3 separate regions of the Anser cygnoides genome follow, and regions 1 and 2 are each linked to region 3. The links are chromatin contacts, called in public Hi-C maps. All regions are on one chromosome and are shown on one strand. The core of a region is the stretch at or near the end of the contact, and the rest is flanking DNA. Distances in the headings are between cores, read along the strand shown. Region 1 overlaps PLS3 (plastin 3). Region 2 has its middle 4.6 kb from the start of PLS3. Region 3 overlaps IL13RA2 (interleukin 13 receptor subunit alpha 2).

The links. Hi-C and Micro-C count contacts between places; a contact is called where the count stands out from the background.
Region 1: a Hi-C map of liver shows a contact between it and region 3, with 8 times the contacts expected there. The contact joins two enhancer-like sites. A contact is called at or near these places in 2 of 7 Hi-C or Micro-C datasets (both in liver).
Region 2: a contact with region 3 is called in a Hi-C map of liver, with 17 times the contacts expected there. The contact joins two enhancer-like sites. A contact is called at or near these places in 2 of 7 Hi-C or Micro-C datasets (both in liver).

The regions. Positions count from the first base shown.
Region 1 is chr13:12,700,629-12,704,130 of Taihu_goose_T2T_genome, forward strand. The region is part of intron 2 of PLS3 (plastin 3); the gene reads left to right. Among named protein-coding and RNA genes, the nearest start is that of PLS3, 11 kb to the left of the region's middle. Within about 2 kb of position 2,128, at least 2 of the 3 cell types and tissues checked have open chromatin away from gene starts, as enhancers often do. A contact at or near this core is called in liver, where this site is marked.
Region 2 is chr13:12,684,430-12,688,376 of Taihu_goose_T2T_genome, forward strand. No RefSeq gene overlaps it. Among named protein-coding and RNA genes, the nearest start is that of PLS3, 4.6 kb to the right of the region's middle. Within about 2 kb of position 1,287, at least 2 of the 3 cell types and tissues checked have open chromatin away from gene starts, as enhancers often do. A contact at or near this core is called in liver, where this site is marked.
Region 3 is chr13:12,546,254-12,549,928 of Taihu_goose_T2T_genome, forward strand. IL13RA2 (interleukin 13 receptor subunit alpha 2) reads right to left here. Exons shown (of 11, transcript XM_067005378.1): 11 at 1,091-3,675. Among named protein-coding and RNA genes, the nearest start is that of IL13RA2, 25 kb to the right of the region's middle. Within about 2 kb of position 1,653, at least 3 of the 3 cell types and tissues checked have open chromatin away from gene starts, as enhancers often do. A contact at or near this core is called in liver, where this site is marked.

The DNA.
Region 1 (3,502 bases), core at 878-3,377, 150 kb after region 3:
GCTTCTGCATGCTGGAAGTCCCATGTAACACTGGTACGTTAGTGGCAGGAATATTGGCCACAAGCGATGCTGTTTGTGTTGACAGAGTGGTGAAATGAGTCCCAGTTGCTGCCCTGCTTTTGCTGGGAGAGCTCAGGGCAGCCCCTCCCAGCAGGGGAAACTGCTGGGCGAGCACCGAGGCTTTCAGCATTTCCGAAACAGCACTAACCAAGTGGAAACTTGAATTCCAGCTACCCATCCCTGAAATTGGCATTCGTACTTCATGAAGCAGTGTTTTAGCTGGGTCATTGGCTAAACAACATCTGAAAGATCATAAATCCTGGGTCCTTGTTTACGCTGCCATTGCAATCTTATGTTCCTTCCTGATAATCAGCCAGGAAGGGTCTGTGGAGCGTTGTTTGGGTTTGGAGCAGGGCTGTGGTTTTGAGATTCCAGGATGCTGAGTCTCGTCCCAGGGACAGGCTTGGATGCTGTCCTGCCTCAGAGCCTCTGTAGCAGGACCCTAATGAGCAGGCTGATACTCAAGTCTGTTGCTGTTTTTGTTGAGTTAAAACAGTGTTTGCTTTTTGCTTTGGGTGGCTGCAGTGGAATATACATAGTATATATTCCACTATAAATCCTGTAGTTAAATATTTCCTTGACCCAACATAGAACAAGGTGCTTGTCTCCAGCTGGTCACAGGAACGAGGGAAGTGAGTTCAAAAGCCATATTGCAATTAAGCTCTTTCTTCTTGAATTCTGCATAAAAAGTTTTGCCTCCAAAAACAGATTGAGGACTTTACACACACACCTTACCCATTTCCTAAAATAGTTATCCTGTTACAATTGGAATTGTGCAGACAGGCAAGGGAGGAGGTTTGCCCTGTCTTTAAGATTTTTTTTCTGTGATAGCAACGCTTTGAAGGAGGTCAGTAGAGAACAAATGGAAATACAGCTACAAATGTATTCCAGTCTTCGTGTGCTACTAGAAGTAATGACCAAGCTTGAGTCTTTGTTTAGGTAAAACTCACCTTTCCACAGAGGAGAAAGGGGAAACTGGGCCTTCTGAAAACTGCAAGTATTTTGTGTAAGTGTCCCAAATGTCTGTCTGACCTAAACTTTAGCCTGTTCCTTTCTGCTCTGTTTGGCCAAGACTGGGACTAAGCTTTCTTCGGGGACATGGACGGGAGGTTCCAGTGCAATCCTGCCTCTGCCCTGCTGCTGCCTACCCCTTTGTAACATTCTCGTGGAGCTAATTTCCAGCTGGTCTCTTGCCACTGTTTAATATAAACCAAATGCTCTAGCAAAGGCAGCGTAGTCAGACTACTTGCTGAAAAACTGAAAAACTTACATTGCCTCTGCCCGGCTAAGAAGCTCTTGGGAGTTATGTAGCTTTCCGGGGTGGGTGGTTACAGCAGCACCCAGCCTACTTTGCCCCTGTTTAGAGCCGTCGCTAGTGGCACAGCATTTTTTGCCTCCCTCCCCCAAGGGATATATAACCTTCTTATGGATTATATAGGATAGTTTTAGTCTCTTTGCTCCCTGCCTTCTGAAAGTCTATATTAAAAGTTCTTGGAAAGCCATGAAATGGAGTGAGATTCAACCCTGTACTAATGGCCTTGAAACCCCCTGTTATGTAAGAGTCTTTATGACTGGCACTGGTCAATAATTCATGATAGCGATTAAGGCTTTGTGCGTTGGGTTGAAAACAACTTGGCACTTAGCTGTGCGTTGCTGTTTCACGTGTCGGTCGCTTTCGCAGATAATATTCTGGATTAGCATTTGGATCTCTTTGGTCTAATCTGCTGTACCTTGTGGTGTTACTGCTCACACGTCCTGCCTGAGCTGCACAGTTGCTTCGTGCCTTCTGTCAAATAGCACGCCTTGCTTAGACTTGGCTTTGTGGGAGATCTGTAGATTTTTTTAACTTGGAAAGATGAGGGTTTTTTCCACTGTAATTCATAAAATATTAAACTCAGCAGCAGCGGTAGTAGTAGACTTCAGAGTGTAAGAAACCTGCGGTCAAAGCAAAGAACAGCTTCACAGGACAGAGGTCAGCCTGCTACCAGTAGCTTTTTTTTTGTGGGCTGGAAAACATGAGGCAGCTTACTAATTAACAGCATAACGAGCTGTATGGTGAAGATAGCAGTCTAGGGACCTGAAGGCTATGAGTGACAACTTGCACTGTATGTGTGAGTGGCAATCTAGCACACTCAACTTTCTACACGTCTGAACAGAGTGCAATGGCTGTAGGAGCTGCTGGAGTTGGCCTGTCCAGCAGATCCATCCTACAGAAAATTTTCTGTGAGGTCTGAGATAAAAGGAACAGTTCTAGGGGAAGCCAACAAATCTAGCCTCAAGCTAAATACCAGGAAAAGCTTCAAGGTCCCTTGAGATGAGGTTCTGGACTTGTCCAGCGCAGCTGAATTCATAGGCCCACTTGCACAACAGAATGAGCCATGTGCCAAAATCTTCAAGTCTCATGGCTCTTGGCTACCTCCAGCACCTGGCAGGATGCCTGGGTGAGATACCAGTGTCTCCTTAAAGGTCCTGGTGGGCTGGGCTGGGCGTGTGACTGCTTCCCAGACTGATCTGTGACTGCACCACCACTGCCCTGACTCCCCAGTGGTGAAACCTTTTTAATGGTGGTAGGTGACCCGCAGATGAGTTGTGTGGGACTGAAGAGCCACCCGGTGGCTGTCTCCCACAGCCCCACTGCTAGCCAGGATCGTTCTGCAGCAGGCTGGTCTGGACAGTGGTCAACAGCTGACCAAAATTCTGCTTACTGGTCCGAGCAGGCTGTGACCAAAGTGGTGTAACCTCATCTCACGTATAGGTGGAAGATGTTACGCAGTTCCTGACCTCTGGTTCTGCGTAATTGCCAGGCTTGCTACAGTCCACAGATTTATTTTGAGAGCCACATCCTTTTTGCTGTTGTAATCTTATTTTGAAGATTATACCAATTTACTTTCTGCTTAGTAGCCTAATGAGCTGTTTCTGTAGACAAGCTGCTGGTTCTGCTTGGCATTAGAGATGGCTCGTTTGCTGTAGGCTTCTCAAATCAAAATGAGTGTTAGATAAGTGGGTACTCTCTTTGGAAAAGCCTGGTCTGAGTAGCTGGAAAGTTTACAGAGACGCTGCTGCCACTCAGACTGTGCAATGTTCATTACTGATGGGAGGTAGCAAGGCTTATGTCAGACTTGCGTTAACTTCTTGTGAACAAATCTGTACTCCTGCAGTTTATATTGTGGTTCCATCTGCAGAAAAAAAACTTTTCCTTTGTATTTTTTAAAAGTTCCTTTTTTTCTGCATGTCGGAAGACCCCAGTATAAAGAGCTACACTTCTATTACATTGCAGATTTTGCGAAGTGACTCGGATTGTATCCTCATGGAATAAACTTCATGTGGACACTTCGTATGTCTCAATTGTAAATGTGACTAAATTGGGCGTTGTCAGAAAAGGGATCAGAACAGCTCTTCTGTTTAGAAACCCTCTGTTTGGGCAGTTGTGTGTGTTCTGTAA
Region 2 (3,947 bases), core at 37-2,536, 140 kb after region 3:
GCCCAGTCACTACTCTGTGGGACACAGGAAGAGGCAACAAAGCCTTACAATTGCTAGATCTGCAAGGTAATCTGCTCCACTCCGTCAGTCCTGGCCACTGCCTTGGGTTTTCTGCGTGCTGAACCCAGCTGGAGCAACACAGGTGTTTGGTTTGGCAGGTGTGGTGCAGCCCGGCCTTGGGGCTGGGGACAGCCACCTCCATCCGAAGCATGGCACGTGGTAGGGGGCCACGGCAGAGCCGCAGCTGCCTCCTGGTTTTAGGGCACAGATGCATGGCCCAGGCAGAACATCCCCTGCACCCCCAGCTGCTCTGGTGCACCTGAGGCAGCTCCTGCAGCCCAGCTGGAGGGCTGCAAAACTGCAAAGCACTTCTGCACCAGGCAGTGCAAAGGAGCAGAGTGTGTGTCACAGATAGACTTCAACACTCGCACTGCTGTGTTTTATATGCTGCGCCTGCGCAAACACACGTATGGCTGGATAGAGAGATATACATAGAAGGATATGTTCTTTTTTCTCCCCTTAGGTAAATGTCCTTATCCAAAATCAGCTAGTGGGAATTCTGTCAGTCTTATCTTGTTCTGCAATTTTTCTGCTTTACACAGTCACTAATAATTCCCTATTTATTAGCACTGGCACATATCCACACTGTCTCCCAAGCCTGGGCTTGCAGGAATGTAGACAGCCCTGCTCTGCTTCCGCTCCCCCTGGATTTCAGAGGCTGTGGGATTGCTGAGTTTTACAGAGTACAGGGGAACTTTGTGTCGGCATGAGTAACGTGGAGGAGGAAGCAAGATGTAGAGGGGCAAATAAAATAAGCAAAGAGAGAAGAAAGTTCAAAGAAAAGGACAATACAATATTCACAAATATGTTGTGGACTAGAAAGGAAAAGAAATCCAATTGGCTACTAGCAAATGGGGAAATATTAGGAACACCAGAAATGGCCAGAGTCCTTGAGAGACAAGAACACTTCCTTGGTTGTTGAGCACAGCCTCCCTTTCTTATCCACAATAGATTAGTATTATTCATCAGCTGCCACACGGTTCTTTTGTGCCTCATTTTAACTTCTGCCAAAGGAAGACAGTGGTGAGAGAAAGGAAAGCAAGGCCATTGCTGGCAGGCCTTGCTGGCACAGAGGCCAGTCCTGTGCACACGGGCATCCTCCTTGGAGGCCCTGTCCACTTTCCAGCTCATCCCATCTCAAGCCTCATTACACCGTGCAGAATTGCCTGCATCAACAAGTTTTTATTTCCTGTCTCCAGCCTTGTTGCAGTGCAGAACCAATGGCCTGAAATACTGATGTGGTATTGGTCCCAGCATGCCAAACTACCAGGCTTCTCCCTGATCAAACCCTTCCTAAAAATTCATTCCAGGGTGATGTTGTCCAGCTCCAAGCCTGTTGCCAGGATTTAATAAGAAGCTGCACGTGGAACATCAAGCTACAGGAATAACCAGGTTAGTGCCTGCAAAATTGTCAACCTAGATAAATGACCAAAATGACTGAATGTCAGCTGTGTGGACGGTGACTGTGACTGTGTTTTCCACAGTTTGCAGCTAACTCTGCTTGGTTCTTCCATACAAAACTGCATATATCTGACCTTCTGCGGCTGGTGCTCTCCAGAAGTGTGATAAGCTTTGGAGTTACCTGTACCTTACCTGGGAGAAGGGGAGTGTGGATTCAGTAGCTTCTGAAAGTCTGGTCTTGTTGGGTTGATAAATTAAATGAAAAGAAGAGACAAAAACAACTTCTCATTGTCATGCTGCATATTTTATTTTATTTTATTTTATTTTATTTTATTTTATTTTATTTTATTTTATTTTATTTTATTTTATTTTATTTTATTTTATTTTATTTTATTTTATTTTATTTTATTATTTTTTGGTACATAACAATGAAGGAGGAAAGTTCACCCTGTTGTTAGGAACGGCAAATAAATCAATGAGTCCCCTGGAAGCTCAGTCCGTGATAAAACAGTAGTTAGGGGCTGTACAAACACTTAACATGAATAAATCTGGCTTGCCACTGCTGTGCTGCAGCTGCAGAGCTCTCCTCATGCTGGATAGGTAATCATTGAAATACTCCCCTTGACAGGAAAAGCACAATTTCAAACAAACAAAACCTATATTTCAGAATAGAGAGAGCATGAAACCCCTGGGCAAACCCTTTGCCAAAGCACGAGCTTGCCTCACAGCAAAATAAACAGGAGGCACTGGTAGTTTCACAACACGGTCCAGAGTCCCAATATGTGATCAGTTATCTGGCAGTTGGGATGGTGAGAGGGAAGGCAGCTGGCAGCAGCGTGCCTGCAGCCTGGCACACTGATAATTTTGGTGGGTGATCTGCCTTCTTGTAAGAGTCTCATAAACTTCATTAGACTTTGAATATGGATTCCTTGCACAGACCAGGCTTGCTGGATAGACTTAGTGATATTTATTTCCCCAAATATGTTCTTAAGTAAGGAAGTACCTAGAATTATCTGAGAAAATGTTTCTGGGGGGGGTAAATTCAGTTTGCTGTAGCTCCAAAATATTACACAGAATTAAATCTGCTTTCTTGCAATAGAGAAAAAAATAGTTCTGGCTAATTAATCTATTCATAGTGCCACTCAGTTGTTCTCCGTGATTGATGACAAGTGTTTTTGACATTAATATCCTGGTTCTTAGATTCTGTTAATGTTTTGGATAAGTATTTGCAGAAAACAAAACAAAGATCTAGTTGAGAACAGATGCCCTAATTCTAATGGAAGAACTTAACACCAGCTCCTTTAAAGCCTGTTTCTTTAAAGCCCACTTCTGATGTGGGCTCACCACTCCCCCTGTATGTTTTGCAGTTTTTCTCTGTCTTTGGCATACCCCGCAACAGAGACACAAGTTTTTAATTACCCCATCAGGCTTTCTTCCCTTCTTCCTGATTGTTGCTACCCCCCCAGTTATGGTCTATGATGATCTTGATCTTAAAGGAGCTAGGTTATGCATGGGATATCAGGAATAACTTGCAAAGATGCACACCATTCGGTGTTTGACACCATCTCTTAGGACTGTATTGTTTCTTCCATACCATTTCCAAAAAGCACCATCTCCTGTATAACAAACCGAATATGTTTTGTTTTGTTTTGTTTTGTTTTGTTAGTGATATTGGCAGGAGCTGTCAGTCTAAAAGGAATTAGATGTGCCACTGAAAAGACAAGCATTATTTATCCTCATAGTCCCTCTCTAACTTTACCTGAGTGTTGCCTCACTAAGAGAGTCACACGTAAGTGAACATAATTATATGCTAAAGGTACACATTATTCAATAACTCAGCCAAGAACAAGGATGTAACTTTTATACATCAGAAAAGCAGTACAGGAGATTTATTACTAAGCTGCCAGATAAGAGGCTTACATTTAAACAGACATAATTAAAATTCATTTAACTTCATTCTGTAGGCACAGAGTTACACTGATATCCGTCTAACAGTGGCAAAGCCTGTTAAGGGCTGGTGCAGCTTCCTCAGGAGTCAGTGACAAAGGAGTACTGGAGGCAGGGTCAGCCCTTCACCTGTCTGGGGACGATTATTACAATAAGCAACATCTATGGAAATTCATGTCCCTACAGTTAAAAATATTCAATACAAAAATCCAGTAGGCAATCCTTCTACTGTGGCATTATAGACAGGGCATTTTCTGATACATGTTAAATTCGCAATAATCTGCTGAAGTACTGCATTTTCAAGAAAACAAGGCCTATTGCCTTCCTTTTGAGTTCCTGTATTCTATTAGTTTGTAAAGTCAATATTCTGTGAGTGCATATTATCTTCAAAAATATTTCTCTGAAACTGTATTTAGAAGTCATATCAAATAAAACTAGCCTGTGGCGTAGATCAGGTTTGAAATACCTGCTGTCTGTTTGGACCTAACTTCTCTATGGTGTGCAATTGTGCAGAAAGTCCCACTGGGTCAAATGTGTTC
Region 3 (3,675 bases), core at 403-2,902:
ACACAGAGCGAGGCACAGTCCCTGCTGGGCTGAACCTCCAGCTAGAGCTGATGGGGTATTTCTAGGGGTGCTCAGTGGCAGAAGGGTAGGAGGTAGGGCAGGGGCAGGGCTGGCATATGGCATGGGAGACACAGCTTCAGTCAGTGCAGCAGCAGCACTGGATCATGGACGTGATGCCACAAGGCACAAGGGCTGATACTAGCCAGCAGTCAGCCCGGTAATGAATTATGGAAAGAAGGTGTGGTACTTCTCTACTTAGCGGCACAAAGAGAGCAAAACTCATCTGTCTTACGGTGAGAGAGCCTTGTCTCCTCTATTTAATTTTCGTGCAATAAATACTGAATTCTGGCAGAAGCGAAGCTGCACCTGCTTTCCTCCTCTGCGATGAAACACAGATGCTGACACCCAGTGGCCATGGAGTTGCTAGTGCCTTTACGAGATGGAAAAGCTCAGCAGAAATGCCTCAGCAGGTGAGATGCAACTTCTACCTTTTTGTTTCCTCGTCTGCAAGAGGAGTAAGGAGTTCCTTACAGCCTTGCTTTGGCAGGTTGTAGTGTTTGTATCTTGTTTTCAGAGGCGAGTCAGAAAAATGAAAATATGTGAGAATGGGAAATGAGCAAACATAAGATAGATCGGTTTTCAAATAGTTCTCTTGCTGGCATTTTGAAAAGAAACCTCAGTGAGAGAAGGAGAGCAATTCTGTATGTTCAGATACTGCTGGTGACCTTGGCATTCGCCTTTGCTGTTTTGTTACTTCCCAAAAGCTGTTAGAATATGACAGACGCAAATTGATTTTGCATTTCCCTGCAGCATGCGCAGGATTGTGCTTTCATATGTTTGGCAAGTATTGACATCCTCTAGGGAGAAAAAAAATGTAGGAAAGGTTGCTTTTTATTCCTTAACAAATGGCTCTAAGACTTTATCAGTCAAAGACAGAAAAAAGACTCTAAGCTCAAGGGCATGCAAAGGAGTTGTCTTTGTATGTTTGGCAAAGACGTGCCTCGCCAGCTGTGTGGGGCCAAGCAGAGGCAAAGCACGGGGGGACCCAGACATGAGCTGGGAACAATAAGAGTGAAGTATGCCAAAAGAGTGATTTTTGAAAGTGCTTTACTTAATATTAATTATGGACTACAGCAAATGGATTAAACCACTGTAATGCAAATACTGTGCAAAAGAATTAATGTAATACTATAAACTTAGGCTGGGAGGAAGCATACTAGTGAAATTCTAGCAAGGTTTAGGACACCAGGAAGGACTAGCAGCTGGCCACCTGTAGGGATTACATTTTGCTCATGCTGGAGAGGTAATGATGTGAGGAAGCAGGTGGGGGTAGCTTGCTGCCACTACAGGGGTGAGCTGGTGAGCGGGGAGCCCCGCACCAGGATGAAGCTCAGCTTCTCTTTCTGAAACACTCCTGCCAAGCTGCAGGATGCAGGTACCATAAGCAGATGTACTTAATTTATCACTCTGTTACTAGGCAGGTTTCTAAGCAGGCTTCTGTCTAACTTTTGTATTTTGTATTGACTGAGCTAGCTCTGATATTCTGGGGGGTGAGTTCCAGCTGGGGAGGTACAACATCTGTTCCTTCACCACCTCTTGCCTGCACTTGTTCTCTTCAATTCTTCTCCTGTTCTTCTTTTTGGACAAAATTAGGCTCAAAACTTTAACCCAGTTTATACAGCCCTCCTGGAAGAGAACTACAGCAGAGTCTCAGCTTGCTCCCCTCTAGCTCGATTCAGCTGCCTTTCCAGCCGATCTGCAGGTTCGGAGCAGGCTTTTTGCTCTGTGATGCTGCTGCATGAGGTCTAACAGTTTAAAAAAAAAGTTCTAAAAAAAAAAAAAAAGCTGAATTGAAGTGCACACTGTGGTGTTTTACATCACTGATAGAGCTGTGGGAGCTGGCAAGCAGCCTGTGAGGACTGGTTTTATTGGCAAGCCAAGAGGAGCAGTGTTTTACTCTGTTATCCTGTTTGATAAACTCTGACATGAGCAGCACACTGTGCCCCTGTGCACAGCGACCTCTCTGGATCTAGCACTGGGCTTTCTGCCTAGATTTCATTTTTTCTTGCTCGATATTTCACTTCTTCTGCTCATGCACTGGGCTCCAGGCACACTATCTCAAATCTCTGCCTCCAGCAGAAACCTGCCTGCCTGCAACCTGACCTGTTCAATGACCAGCAGCCTCCAGAGAAAACAAGGAATCTACATCAACAAGCAAGAGTGCACAGGATGGGAAGCAGCAGCAGCAGCGAGCAGTCCCTGTGCCTCCGTGTGTTCATGGTGCTCCCCAAGGGAACACAAGATGGAGATCCCACATTTGATGGCCATCTCCAAATACTGCCCACTCCAATTTCCTGCATGGTAAAGCAGGTGAAATTGCATCTGAATTACCCACTGCGCCAGGCTCTAGCTTCCCTACCTCTACTTCATGTGGACGAGTTTCACAATGCAGTCATGTGTTTTTAGTAGAAGTTTAAACAGTTTAAAGGGCTGGCAGCTTATCAGAGACCTACATGGAGTTATTTCCAGTAACAGGGAATCTCAATGGGATGCTTTCCAACAGTTTTCTCCAGTGCTTCCTGATTTTAACTATTGCCATGACGTCAGTTCTGAAACCCATAGCGTAAATACCGCCTAGCTCTGGATGTGTCAAAGTCCTGTAGTTCCTGAAATTACCATGCAGACCTCAGAACTAGCGTGGCTGAGCATTTCCTCTCATCCTGGTGTTGCAGAGCTTGAGGTCCAACCTTGGTCCTCGCAGGGACTGCCCTGCCATGATGCCCCATCAATCTGCAGGGAGGTGCGTGCAGTCTGGACTTTGGAGCAAGTAGAGGAAAATATTTGATCTGTGCAGGCCGGGGACAGCTGTGGTGCAGGGCTGTGTCCCTCGTCCCAGCAAAATCCTGCCTGAGACCAGAGGGGGAAGGAAGGGGACTGTACCTGGCAGGAGGGCAATAAGCAAAGAGCTGCTCCCTGCCATCACACAGAGGAGACGCCATCCTGAGCCTCCTGCATGCTTCAGCATGTTGTATAAAACATACATTCCCTTGAATTGCTCTGGTGAGCATGTTTTGGAGGTGTCTGGTCCTGGTCCAAGCCAGCCTTACTCCTGCTGACTTCCTCCTCTTGTGGTTCCTTTCACCTTCTCTGTCAGAGCAGTCGGTGACTTGCCAAGTCCAGTTCCCTTCTCCAACCACTAATGTGCTGCATTCATCAAAGTAAGTCACAGTATTTCCAATGTCGGTTGCTTGCTTACCAGTATTTTCTAAATTTAAAGCTATCCCATGCTGGCTGGCCAGAAGCCCCAGGAGGCAGTAAAGAGTAGATTTGTGTGTCATCAAAATATCAGCAATTGGGAAGCTTCATTTCTGCTCCAATCTGTGCATAGACCAATTTTTTCCTGGTGCTTTCCTTCTTTGATGTGTCCCCAGATAACACTGGGTTGTTGCCTACTTAGCAGTGGAAGCAGCAGATAGTGATTGAATAATTTTGCACTTGGATGTGTAAAACAGTGCTTGCTGTGTTGATTTGTGACTGGTTGGATTAACGTGGCTCTTTACATAGCTGATTGATGCAAACTGGATTTTCCCTTTGAGCTGCCTCTCTTCACAAGAAATTCCCATCTTGAGTAAATGCTCCTGCAAGAAGATGTGTTTTCTGGGTTGTTTAGATGAA